Linked DNA regions of Mus musculus: regions 1 and 3 are each linked to region 2. A link is a contact called in public Micro-C data. All regions are on one chromosome and are shown on one strand. Each heading gives the region's core, a stretch centred on a gene start, on an enhancer-like site or on the middle of the called end of the contact. The rest is flanking DNA. Distances are from core to core; before and after follow the strand shown. Region 1 overlaps Cspg4b (chondroitin sulfate proteoglycan 4B). Region 2 overlaps 4921509O07Rik (RIKEN cDNA 4921509O07 gene). Region 3 has its middle 13 kb from the start of Gm34471.

Region 1 (3,713 bases), core at 305-2,804, 110 kb after region 2:
AGGGAGAAAACAAACAGGCCCAAGTCTTCTCACAGCCAAAGCAAGGGCGGAGAACCACAGAGAGAGGGAGGAGTGGGCTCTCATGGAAGGCCTGACCTTCTGTGCCCTTCTGAGTAAGCCTCAGGAGGCTCGGGCAGGCTCTAATGCTTTCATTGGCTCTCCGAAGCATGTTGCTTTCAGAAAAAAACACAGACTTTGGGAAGTTTCTATGATCTGTGATTTTCAGTCAGCAACTCTTAGGTCTGACAGCCACCTCACTCGATCCTCAGAACACATGTCCTCGATCGACACCGCTTTGTTCTGTGACTTACCAGTGTGCACGAACACCAGCTGACCCTCGTCAATCTGAGCCTGAGTGAAGTTCTGGATCCTTCTGCCAGGAGTGGACTTGAGAGCCAGATGCCCGTTGCTGGGAGGAGTGACCCAGTAGACCAAGTCCTGTGGGGAAGAGTCCCCATCTCCTGCACACAGGTCCCCTCTGGTCACCTCAGTGACAGAATTCACCCACACCTTAAAGAGAAGAGAACCAATTCCAGTCCACCCTCATCATCAGGACCGTGGACCCCACGTGAGAAGATGGAAAAACTAAACTGACTCACCCGAGGTTTTTAAAGAATGGAGTTACTTTTTACGCATATAGGTGTTTTGCCTGCACGTATGTCTATGCACCATGTACATGCCAGTGTCCGTGATTTAGATTAAAAGTTTTAACTAATTGTTTACTCAAAATTAACTACTCAATAGTGTATAGGCACTGATGTAAATATCTAGCTATACAGCCACTGGCTACAAAGCATCTTATGTGCTATCCATATGCTAAATACACCACATGGAATGCCAAACAATGCAGCAGCTACTTTCTCCGGTTGGCCTGAGGATCTCTACACACCGCTATCAGTAGCTGTGTCACCAGCTTTAAACAGTTGAAGAAGAATGCACATTGCACGTTTGCCGTTCCCTCTATTCTTCCTGTCTTACATGAAAACGAGGGCCCGCTTTCTTTGTTCTTGTGCTGTTTGCTGTACTGATGGTTCACATCTGTAACCATGGCTAAGAAACATGGCTGCTTTCTCCTCTTCCTGTTAAAAATCTATTTACACTGCCTGAACATTTCTCTGTGTGTCTCCTGTGCTCACTCAGTCTCTTGCTTATCCCCGTCTCTTCCGCACTCCATGTGTGTTCAGGTGTGTGTGTGTATGTGTGCAGATATGTTTGCATGTTCATGGGTGTGCACATGCCTGTGGAGGCCAGAGGAAAACCTAAGGTGTCTTTCTTCAGGGTGATGCACTTCGTTTATTTTTTAGACAAAGTCTCTCAGAGGGACATGAACTAGGCTGGGCTAACTGTCCAGAGAGCTCCAGGGATCTGCCCATCTTCACCTCTGAAGAACTGGGATTACAAATGCATCACTGTGGCTGGCTGATGGTTTTTTGTGGATGCTGGGGACTTTACCAACTGTACTCAACACTTAACCAAAAATATTGCTCATCCACCATGTGCCAGCAAATGTTTTGGATGCTTGCACTGTAGCAGTGAATGAAACAAAAGGAGTCATGCCTTTGTGGGCAGAGGGCAGAAAAGAACACAAGAGAGGAGGGAACAGGCCTAATAGGAATGAACAATGTAGTGAGTTATAAAATCCCTATACCACAAAAACAATGAACCACAGTAGGGGGTTCTGGGATGTAGACTATTAAAGCAGGAGGCTTGTTAGAGGAAGGCCACATAGGGCAAAAAAGAAGCCATGCACATATCTGCATATCCAGGAACAGAAAAAGAACATGGGACACTGGGGGTAGACGGGGTTGGAGGAGGGGTGAAGAGGTCATTATGGCAGAAAGAAAATAAGCAAGATAAAGAAGAAAGAAAATGTCTCAAAACACAAGAGATGGTCCACAAATCTGCACTGTCTGAATGCCACCTTGTCCTGGAGGCCAGGGGGAAAATCCAAGTACAGTCTTGACTTGTGGCCAGCCTGGCCTTTATGTCATGATGGTCTGTAGAAGCAGGAAACCAGTCAGTGGTTGACTGACTATGAGAAATCTACAAAGAATGACAGTGGGGAAGCCACAGCAGGATGGGAAGTGGGCTGGATCTGGGTGTCTGCTAACGGTGGTGAGGGCTTAGACATGAGAGTTACAGAGGAAGGAAAGGCAGGGGGCTGACAACACACTTTCCCAGTGACAAGGAAACGTTGCCCACCATTGAAAGGGAGACAGCCTCATGGGGAGTGGACAGCGGAGAGCAGGAGCTCACTGTTGCTTCTAAAATGAGTCTCACCGGATGGAATCAGATATCAGAAGTTTTAAAATCAGGGAGTCACATGATGTGGGAAATGCCCCCCCCCCCCATATTTGAATGTTTAATCACCAGGGAGTCGAACTCTTTGATAGAATTAGGAGGATTAGGAGGTGTGGCCTTGTTGAATGAAGTATGTCGCTAGGGGTGAGCTTTAAGGTTTGAAAAGCCATGTTCAGCCCATTCTCTATCTCTCTCTGTGTCTGTCTCTGTCTCTCTCTCTGTCTCTCTCTGTCTCTCTCTATATCTCTCTGTGTCTCTGTCTCTGTCTCTCTCTGTCTCTCTCTCTCTCTCTCACTGTCTCTGTCTCTCTCTCTCTCTCCCTGAGATCAGAATGTAGCTCTCAACTACTTCTCCAGCACCATGCCTGCTGCCATGCTCCCTCCCATGATAATAATGAAACTATAAGCAAGCCTCCAGATTAATGCTTTGGTTTTGTAAGAGAGGCCTTGGTCATTGTGTCTCTTCACAGTGACTAAGACACATGGCGTTTCACCAGCACCAAAACAAGTGGCTTTATCATTAGCTCAATTTTCACACCTTTACCTATGGCTATTGCTTGCAGAACACAGAGACATCATGTGCACACTCCTGAGTCTATGTGCCATCTTTACTGGCAGACCAACACTGCATCTGCTTCTATGCTTCCTAGCAGAGAATCTAAAGCTTCTCTCCTAAACCGTTAAATTGTTATGTCGCATGCTCAAAAGGAACAATTTTCCTTTTCCACAGAAAAGGAGGCGCTTTTGCAGTGACAGCTCACATCCCATGCCACTGAAAGAGAGTTTGAATGGGAGTCCAGAAGGTATATAGGGCTTTTTAAGTTTTCATACCAAACCTGATATCCGGACAATAAAAGTCATTCCAATCACATCCAAAGTGTCACACAGATAGCAATCATCATCATCATCATCATCATCATCATCATCATCATCATAATCACATCCAAAGTGCCATACAGATTACAAGAAAAAACCTCTTTTGTGAATAATCCTCTAACTTGGTGAATGCTGACAGCTATGATCATAAATTATACATAAAATTTATATACACATGCATAAATACACACACACACACACACACCAGAACTTATACATACAAATCTGTGTTCAACTCTATAAGGCTACTGTGGTGGTTTCAATAAAAATGGCCCCATAGACTCATCTGTTTGAATGCTTGATCCCTAGTTGGTGGAACTATTTGGGAAGGATTAGGAGGTGGAGCCTTGGACTCAAAAACTTGCAGTTAAGCATTTTCTTTTGTTAGATTCCTTGGTCATGGTTTCTCTTCACAGCAATACGAACGCAACTAAGGCAATTCACTATCTTGAAGAATAACTCATGCCAATAAAAACAGCACTGCTAAAAATTCAAATTCTTGAGTTCAAATTATTTTTGTGCAAAAACATTGGATTT
Region 2 (3,846 bases), core at 1,298-3,797:
CTATTGAGCATGAGCAAAACTAGACAATTAGATTGTTGAGAAGTATTTCTGATGCTTCCTGAAAAGTAATTCTTAAGAAATCTCCTGAAAGGTTGATGAGGTTAGAAAACAGAGCAAAGAAGTTCCTCACCCCTTGGATAAGATTCTAAAGAAGGAGGAGAAGGAGGAGGAGGAGGAGGAGGAGGAGGAGGAGGAGGAGGAGGAGGTGATGGTGGTGTAGGAAGAGGAGAAGGAGAAGGAGAAGATAACAAAGAAGAAGACAAGGAAGGGAAGCAGGAGGGGGAAGGGGGAGGGGGAGGAGGAGGGGGAGGGGGAGGGGGAAGGGGGAGGGAATATCTAACACAGTAAGAAACTCTCCTGTCTGTGTGGCTGGATATCCCAGTGAAAGACCCAGGCAACTGAATAGAACAGTGTTTTTCATCCTCTGGATGGAAACCCCTTTCAGAGCTGCATAGCAGATATCCTGCATATCAGATGTATAATTGTGATCCATAACAGTAACAGAATTACTGTTTTGAAGTAGCAATAAAATAATTATATGCTTAGGGATTACCACAACATGAAGAACTATATTAAAGGGTTGCAGCATTAGGAAGGTTGAGAACCACTGTTATAGGAGATGTTATACTCATGTTTATTAGTCACTGGTATGGGCGCTCTCATCAGAGAGCACCGTAGCTGATAGCTTAGGCTAACTCAGCAGTTGAGGGAATAAGTGTATCATCCCCAAAGGAGGATCTAGGCTGACCACACCCAGTTCCATCATAGTCCATTAATTGCAGTTTCAGATCCATTGCTTTGAACAGTTTCTTGGGACAATAGCTCCCGGGTTCTAGTGGTCACTCTCCCTACATGAACCATGGGAAAGGAAAGTGAATGAGATGAAAAGGGCCCAACAAGTTCAGCTATCCATAGGGCCCAACTAGTAATTTCTTTTCCCTTCCCTTCCCTTCCCTTCCCTTCCCTTCCCTTCCCTTCCCTTCCCTTCCCTTCCCTTCCCTTCCCTTCCCTTCCCTTCCCTTCCCTTCCCTTCCCTTCCTTTCCCTTCCCTTCCTTTTCTTTTTTCTCTTCTCTTCTCTTCTCTTCTCTTCTCTTCTCTTCTCTTCTCTTCTCTTCTCTTCTCTTCTCCCCTCCCCTCCCCTCCCCTTCCCTTCCCTTCCCTTCCCTTCCCTTTCCTTTTTTTCTTTTCTTTCTCCATTCATTCATTTTTTTATCAACATCATGGAAAGACAACTTTGGTCCAGAAGGGACCCAAATGAATCAAGGAAATGTCAAATATCTCCTCTGAGTCACACTCATTGCACAGCAACAGGGATCAATCACTTGATAAAGCAGCAAATCTCTTGGCCTGCCTATTCCTGGAAACTGAGCCCAACCCTCAGTCACAGCCTATCACATTTTCATGGGACCCCTGAGCGTAATCCCATCCAGTCAGGCAGCCTCCTAATGAGTAGGAACATGTAATTTTCAGAGCTGTCCCAAGAAGATAAGAAATGAGGATTTTATAATCAGTATTGACTGGTCATTGGATACCAGTCATCCAGGAAGTGTATAAGATCTCAGTCAGGGGTTTCTCTTCAGCTGAGTCAATTCTTATAAAGGTCAATATTCCAAGACAACCAGTTGTGCCTTCCCTACAGGCATGGGCCTTTCCTTCTTGAAAGGAGGTCTGAGCTGTCCATCACTGTGGCTACCATTTCTATGTAAGTCAAGGTCAAATATAGTCAGTTCCATGTTAACTCCATTTGGGTCTAAGAACGTAAATCAAATGTGTAGACTCTCAATAATGATGAATCTGAATTCCCATTTAGAATATAAAACCACATAGACATAAGATTTTGTGTTACATTATAAAACCATCAGCATATAATACCTACATTCTCATTCTCTCTCTCTCTCTCTCTCTCTCTCTCTCTTTTGTAAAGCTGTAGATATGCTTTCATCAACAAATGACATTACATTTTTAAGCCCTTACATTTTTACCAGAAAGAGGGTTGGCTTTAATGCCATCTTTGAGGGTGAGATCATAGAAACCAGAAAAGCCAAGCATCTCAATGCAGGAGGTGATCATTTTCAGTAAATGGGAGACAGTTCACACCCCCCTTGTAATTAGAGCCAACACACAGTAATTACATGAGAAAAGCCGCTTGGTGATAACAATGGAAGAGAATCTGCCCAGTATGGGGTCATTTTCCTGTTCTAAAAGTGTCAAACACAACTAATGTGGAAGAACTTTCAAAAGGACATTGAATTTACAGCTCTCCATTCAAGGTTACTCCCACCTACGCAAGAGGCAAGCTCTCTATTTCAAGAACTAGTCACCCACAAATGGACCTGCATGACATAATTGGAATATAAAACTATGGAAGTGCCAGATTTATATCTCTGAGGTCAATTTAAGCCAACGCGATCTTATTCTTATAAACTGCTCTGTCTCCCTTGCTATGCTGTGGTTTATAATAGAGTTATTATTAGCTCTGACCACAGCTATGCCACTCTGACAGCTTCCCCACCTGTCTGCACTGAGAGTGATCTCCTCCGGCGTGGAATGTCGGCTGTAGTCACTCTTCAAACCTCTCAACCAGCCCTCAGCTTTGGACAGTGTCACTGAGCTCTCTTTGGGCGTGGTTATTTCCTCAAAGGGACAGAGGAGGTGGAGGATGCAGATCACGTCATGCCATTCTTAAGAGGTCCCCAAAGCGCTCAGCATTAGAGCCTTCTACACTAGACGCTGCCTACATGTTTCTTGTGGGTGTAATGATTTATATTTGACTTGGGCGAGAGATGGATCTTATTTTTTCTATTTATTTGAAAATACTTTATTCTATTAAGTGAACACTTTATAGAGTTCCCTTTTTGCTTACATATGGCATTTTGTCAGGAGATGAATCCTAAACAACAACAACAAAAACAACAAAAGCAGCAGCAGCAAAACCATGTGCCTTTAAAACTGCATCTGACAAGCTGAGCCACGGTTCTCTGCCCAAATAAATCTCCATTTGTGAACACTGGGATGGTAAATAATCCAGGTGTGGTTTCGAACCATGAAAAGAATTGGGGTCAGCAGGATAGAAAGTGATGAAACATAATGGGATATTTTATGACATAATTCTTAGTTTTAAAATGTGTTATTTTTGCACAAATAATTGTGGAATAGTCTCTACAAGTTGGAGGATCCAGTTGAATTACTTCAAACAATAGCAACTTTTCCAGCCACATTTACTGACATATTTACTGGCAAGTCTTATGAACTGAGATACAGTACAGGTATAGTGTACTACAGCACTATGGAATGGCACATGCTCCTAAAAATCACTGATTTTCAACTGAAAAAAGAACTGCACATTACTAAATAGATGTAATATAGTTGAGGACTTTGGCAGAACCTTGGTTCATACGTGAGATGAAATATTGGAGAAAGTGCTCGGTGCTGGACTTATTCCGATAAATGTATGGGGGAATCAGAGGGCAGCAGCACAGATACCTTCCACTTCCAAATATCTCAGTTCAGTATTCAGAAAAGTAAAACTGAGAATGATGAGAAAAAAATCACAGTACAGCATCAGAGCTGAGACAGAAGATAATTGGAGGTTTCCGCAGATTGAGTAGCACTGTGGTCCATACATACATACATACATTCAATTGAGGTTTCTTCTTCTTCTTCTTCTTCTTCTTCTTCTTCTTCTTCTTCTTCTTCTTCTTCTTCTTCTTCTTCTTCTTCTTCTTCTTCTTCTTCTTCTTCTTCTTCTTCTTCTTCTTCTTCTTCTTCTTCTTCTTTTTCTCCTCCTCCTCCTCCTCCTTCTCCTTCTCCTCCTCCTCCTCCTCCTCCTCCTCCTTCTTCTTCTT
Region 3 (3,758 bases), core at 1,007-3,506, 97 kb before region 2:
CCTTGAGTCTCAGAAATGACTTTGGACTTTGGAACAGGGTTGAGACTGTGATAGACTATGGGGACTCTTCAAGTTGGACTGAATGCATTTTGCATTATGCTATGGCTACAAGCCTATGGGGGGGGGGGGTCAGAGAGTAGGACAAGGTGTTTTGAACAGGAATTTTGGGAGGATTAGGAGGTATATAACCTTACTGGAGGAGGGCCACTGGGGGTGGGCTTTGATTTGAAGTTTCAAAAGCACATGCCAGTCCCACAGTCCCAGTCTCTCTCTCTCTCTCCCTCTCTCTCTCTCTCTCTCTCTCTCTCTCTCTCTCTCTCTCTCTCTCACACACACACACACACACATCCATTAGCACCATGCCTGCTACCTGCCACCATGCTTCCCACCATGTTGGTAATGGAATCACCCTCTGAAATTGTAAACAAGCCCCCAATCAAACACTTCTTCTATAGGCTACCTTGGTCATGGTGTTTCAGTTCAGCAACAGAACAGTTACTAAGACAAACACTTAAAGCCCAGATCTCAAGAAGGCCCAACACCTTCAAGTTTAGAAATAAATCACAGTGACTACTATGTTCTTTTGAGGTCCAATAGACCTGGTCTTTTCTGGTCAGCTTCTCCTATGTGTATGCTAAGAAATTCAATGAGCTAGCAGCAACACATTCTCATGGATTCTGTCTGTTGATGCCCAAATCTGTGACTTGGGTGTGTGAGTGTCTGTGTAGGCTCTAGTTAGAAGCATGGCAACTCTAATGACTAAAACAGTTGAGAACCTTCCTCTGATTCTATTGGATCCCCCCAGTTTTAGCCTTTAAAACTAAAGAGTATACCTTTCCCCTCCTGTCTGAGCTGTCTTCACCTTGCTAGACTGTCCTCAGCAGGATAAGAGAAGACAGAGCTACCCACATGGAGGTGGACAAGTCAACTCCCTTCACTTAGTTAATGAACAACCTGCTCTGTCTTGTACACACATCTTCCCTGAATCCTGGTCCTTAGTCGTTGGCCAACTTGGACCAAGAGCCAATTTCATTGGTAAAATGACCATAGAGAGCTCAGTCAATAAAAGATGGCCAAGTTAATTTGTGAGCAGTTAACAATTCAACCTTCAATTTGCTCAGGGAAGGATTTTGGTTGCTAGAATTATAATTCACTTTATACCATCAATGCTTTGTTCTTTTAGTCAGTACAGAAGAGATTGTCCTTCACTGACCCAGGAGGTTGCAGTGCAAAGAAATCACAATAAGACTTTAAAGGGTCTGTTTGCAACTTGGATTTAAGGATTTCCTGAAACTTGAATTTTTTTTAAAACATAAAAGCTAACCATGGTTAACTTTAATCAATACTATTTAGGTTAGAATACAATTCTATGGGCCAAACTCTGTGGGTCCTTCCAACTAATCTCCAAATGTGTAAATGGTCTTACCTCTTTATCCTAATTCACCTTATAATTGGAAAGTCTACTCATGCACAAGTTACAGTTGATTAATTCCAATAGAGGAAGACAGTAAATGGGACAAGGAGTCCATAAGTCGGTCCCTCCCTGGTAGTTTTTGAATACAGATGTATCTAAACCCTTGCTCAACACCTTGGCTCCATTCTGTCATAGGGTTTCCAATATCCTGCTTTTAACTCCTGCCTAGTCACTGTAAAATCACATTTTTCTATACTATCTGTTGCTTTACATCATTTAACACCACTATTTCACGATCTATCAAGATCTATGACAGCATACAAGACACAAACAGTGTTCTCTCTTATTTTGATGATTGGGAAAGAAAAGCCTGAAATGCAGAAGAGATCCACAAGCAGACTGGCCACTCTCCTGGGCTTCTTTGAAATCAAGATTATTTTGGGGGTACAACCCAGTTGGGTACTTAAGGGTGTCTCGAAGAATTACGTCTTCTTAACTCCTGAAGATAAGTGGGTCAGTTCTTCAACTTGGCAAATTAGCTACCTTTGGGAACTAAACAGTCATAATAAAAGCTCTGGCTGAAACTTAATGACGTAGGCTGAGCTACGAGCCAACTTTATGCCAGTGAAATATTTATCCCTGTCTTGTATTTGTTGGCAGCACATGGTACTGAGATCACAGCAAATTCAATAACAAATTCTACAAGGCAGCTTGAAGCAAGCAAAAAAATATATATATATTGGCTCATGAAGCAGGCAGCAAGAGGCTGCCAGGCTAACCACTGGCATGAGGGGCTGGTACTCAGGCTGGGATGGACAGTGGGTGGGAGACAGGAAGCACCGCAGTACTTGCGTCTGTCTAGAGGGAATTGTTCTCTGTAGTGAGACAGGGCTTTACCCAGCAGAGTGTGTCCCACCCTGCCTGCTCGGGACACAAAATTGTGAAAACAAACCACAGAATGTGCATAGAAGAGCTGGGGCACACTCAGATCGTCTTAGAAGAAGAGCAGATGGGGGAAAGGATTGTGACTTAACCCAGAAGAATGGAGTTACTCACAGCCACAGGCGTCTGTTTTCCCTCTGAAGTGGATGTTATCAGCTTGGTTTTCCATTCCAGAAAACACAATAGACGTTGGGGCTGTGGGGTGTAGTTCAGTTAATAGAGTGCTTACATGGATTTGATCTGAAGCCCTGGGTTTGATTTCTAATAAGAAAATCATAAAGTAGGTGTGGTGGTACATGCCTATAGTCTCAGGGCTGGGGATGTGGAGAAATTGGGCTACTTAGCAAGTCCAGGGCCAGCACAGGATATTAGTGACTCTATCTCATAAAACAAAACAAAGCCCAAAACGACAAAAATACTGCAGCAGGCCCTCTGGTTCTCTTGAATGGTTTCTACCCTTTCACTTGTCTACTTTACTAGCAAGGATCCCAACAACAAATACAGACAGGGTTTTACTTAAGGATGTTGTGTCATGATAGCAGTCCCCAGAGGTCCAAGCCTCCCTCCCTTTCCTGCCTCTCATATCTTATCCTAGTACTAGACTGACTCTATAGTCAGATCGAATGACAACCATCAGATGGAAAGAAGTCCCTTCTCATGTCAGCGGTGCCAGTAGCACTGTTATGGGAGCCAGCCATTCCAGCATCTTGCCTTTTTCTGTCCCACCCCACTAAATTCAAATACCTGTGAAATAGAGGATAAAAATCATTCACTCTCTATAAGGTGCCTCTTATGATGGGGCTGGAGGGATGCTTAGTGTTCACTTAGGAGACCTGACTTAAGTTTTCAGCATTCACATTGGGCAGCTCACCACTGCTTAGAACTCCCGCCCTACAGGACCCAGTTCCTCTGGTCTGCAGGCACCTGTATTTGTGTGCACATACCCACACATAGACATGCACATATGCCCATAATTGAAAATAAGACAAATCTTTTAAATGTAATTTCACTACCCCATGGATGGCTTAGTGGTGACGTCTTCTTTGGGGGGGGGGGGCAGATTTTTTGTACCTTTACTGAAGTAGCCTGAGGGCAGGAAAAGAGCAACCCTGGCAGAGGAAAGGGACCTAGAAGAGGAAGAAAGTAGGAGGAAATTGCGAGTTCATTTGGCTCAGGGCTGGCCTGCTTAGCTAGTTTGATTGCTATAGGTATCTACTTGAGGACAGTGACCAGTAAAGAGCTCCTTTACTCAGTGCGAGCCTGTTCAACTATTAAAGGCATGGCTCAAGAACAAAGAAGTGAAGTGCCCTCTCTTCAGCCTTCCCTCTATTAATTTCTGGGCAGTGTGTACTGGGGTATTAGTGAGTGACTGGGGCCAGTGACCAGGAGGTTCCTAGCTTAG

The links. A called contact is a pair of places that touch in the nucleus more often than the background predicts.
Region 1: a contact with region 2 is called in a Micro-C map of muscle stem cells, with 7 times the contacts expected there. The contact joins two enhancer-like sites. A contact is called at or near these places in 5 of 484 Hi-C or Micro-C datasets (the C2C12 cell line, bone marrow-derived dendritic cells, embryonic stem cells and 2 more), 1 of 115 datasets of contacts at active chromatin or transcription factors (microglia) and 3 of 9 other capture datasets (adipose tissue, liver and pancreatic islet).
Region 3: a Micro-C map of muscle stem cells shows a contact between it and region 2, with 15 times the contacts expected there. The contact joins two enhancer-like sites. A contact is called at or near these places in 3 of 484 Hi-C or Micro-C datasets (the C2C12 cell line, muscle stem cells and nephron progenitors) and 2 of 115 datasets of contacts at active chromatin or transcription factors (embryonic fibroblasts and embryonic stem cells).

What each region holds. Positions count from the first base shown.
Region 1 is chr13:113,339,167-113,342,879 of GRCm38.p6, reverse strand. Cspg4b (chondroitin sulfate proteoglycan 4B) reads right to left here. Exons shown (of 10, transcript NM_001378698.1): 6 at 312-510. Among named protein-coding and RNA genes, the nearest start is that of Gm41070, 23 kb to the left of the region's middle. Within about 2 kb of position 1,554, at least 32 of the 459 cell types and tissues checked have an H3K27ac peak or open chromatin away from gene starts, as enhancers often do. A contact at or near this core is called in muscle stem cells, where this site is marked.
Region 2 is chr13:113,453,407-113,457,252 of GRCm38.p6, reverse strand. The region is part of intron 5 of 4921509O07Rik (RIKEN cDNA 4921509O07 gene); the gene reads left to right. Among named protein-coding and RNA genes, the nearest start is that of Gm41071, 31 kb to the right of the region's middle. Within about 2 kb of position 2,547, at least 23 of the 459 cell types and tissues checked have an H3K27ac peak or open chromatin away from gene starts, as enhancers often do. A contact at or near this core is called in muscle stem cells, where this site is marked.
Region 3 is chr13:113,549,764-113,553,521 of GRCm38.p6, reverse strand. No RefSeq gene overlaps it. Among named protein-coding and RNA genes, the nearest start is that of Gm34471, 13 kb to the right of the region's middle. Within about 2 kb of position 2,256, at least 71 of the 459 cell types and tissues checked have an H3K27ac peak or open chromatin away from gene starts, as enhancers often do. A contact at or near this core is called in muscle stem cells, where this site is marked.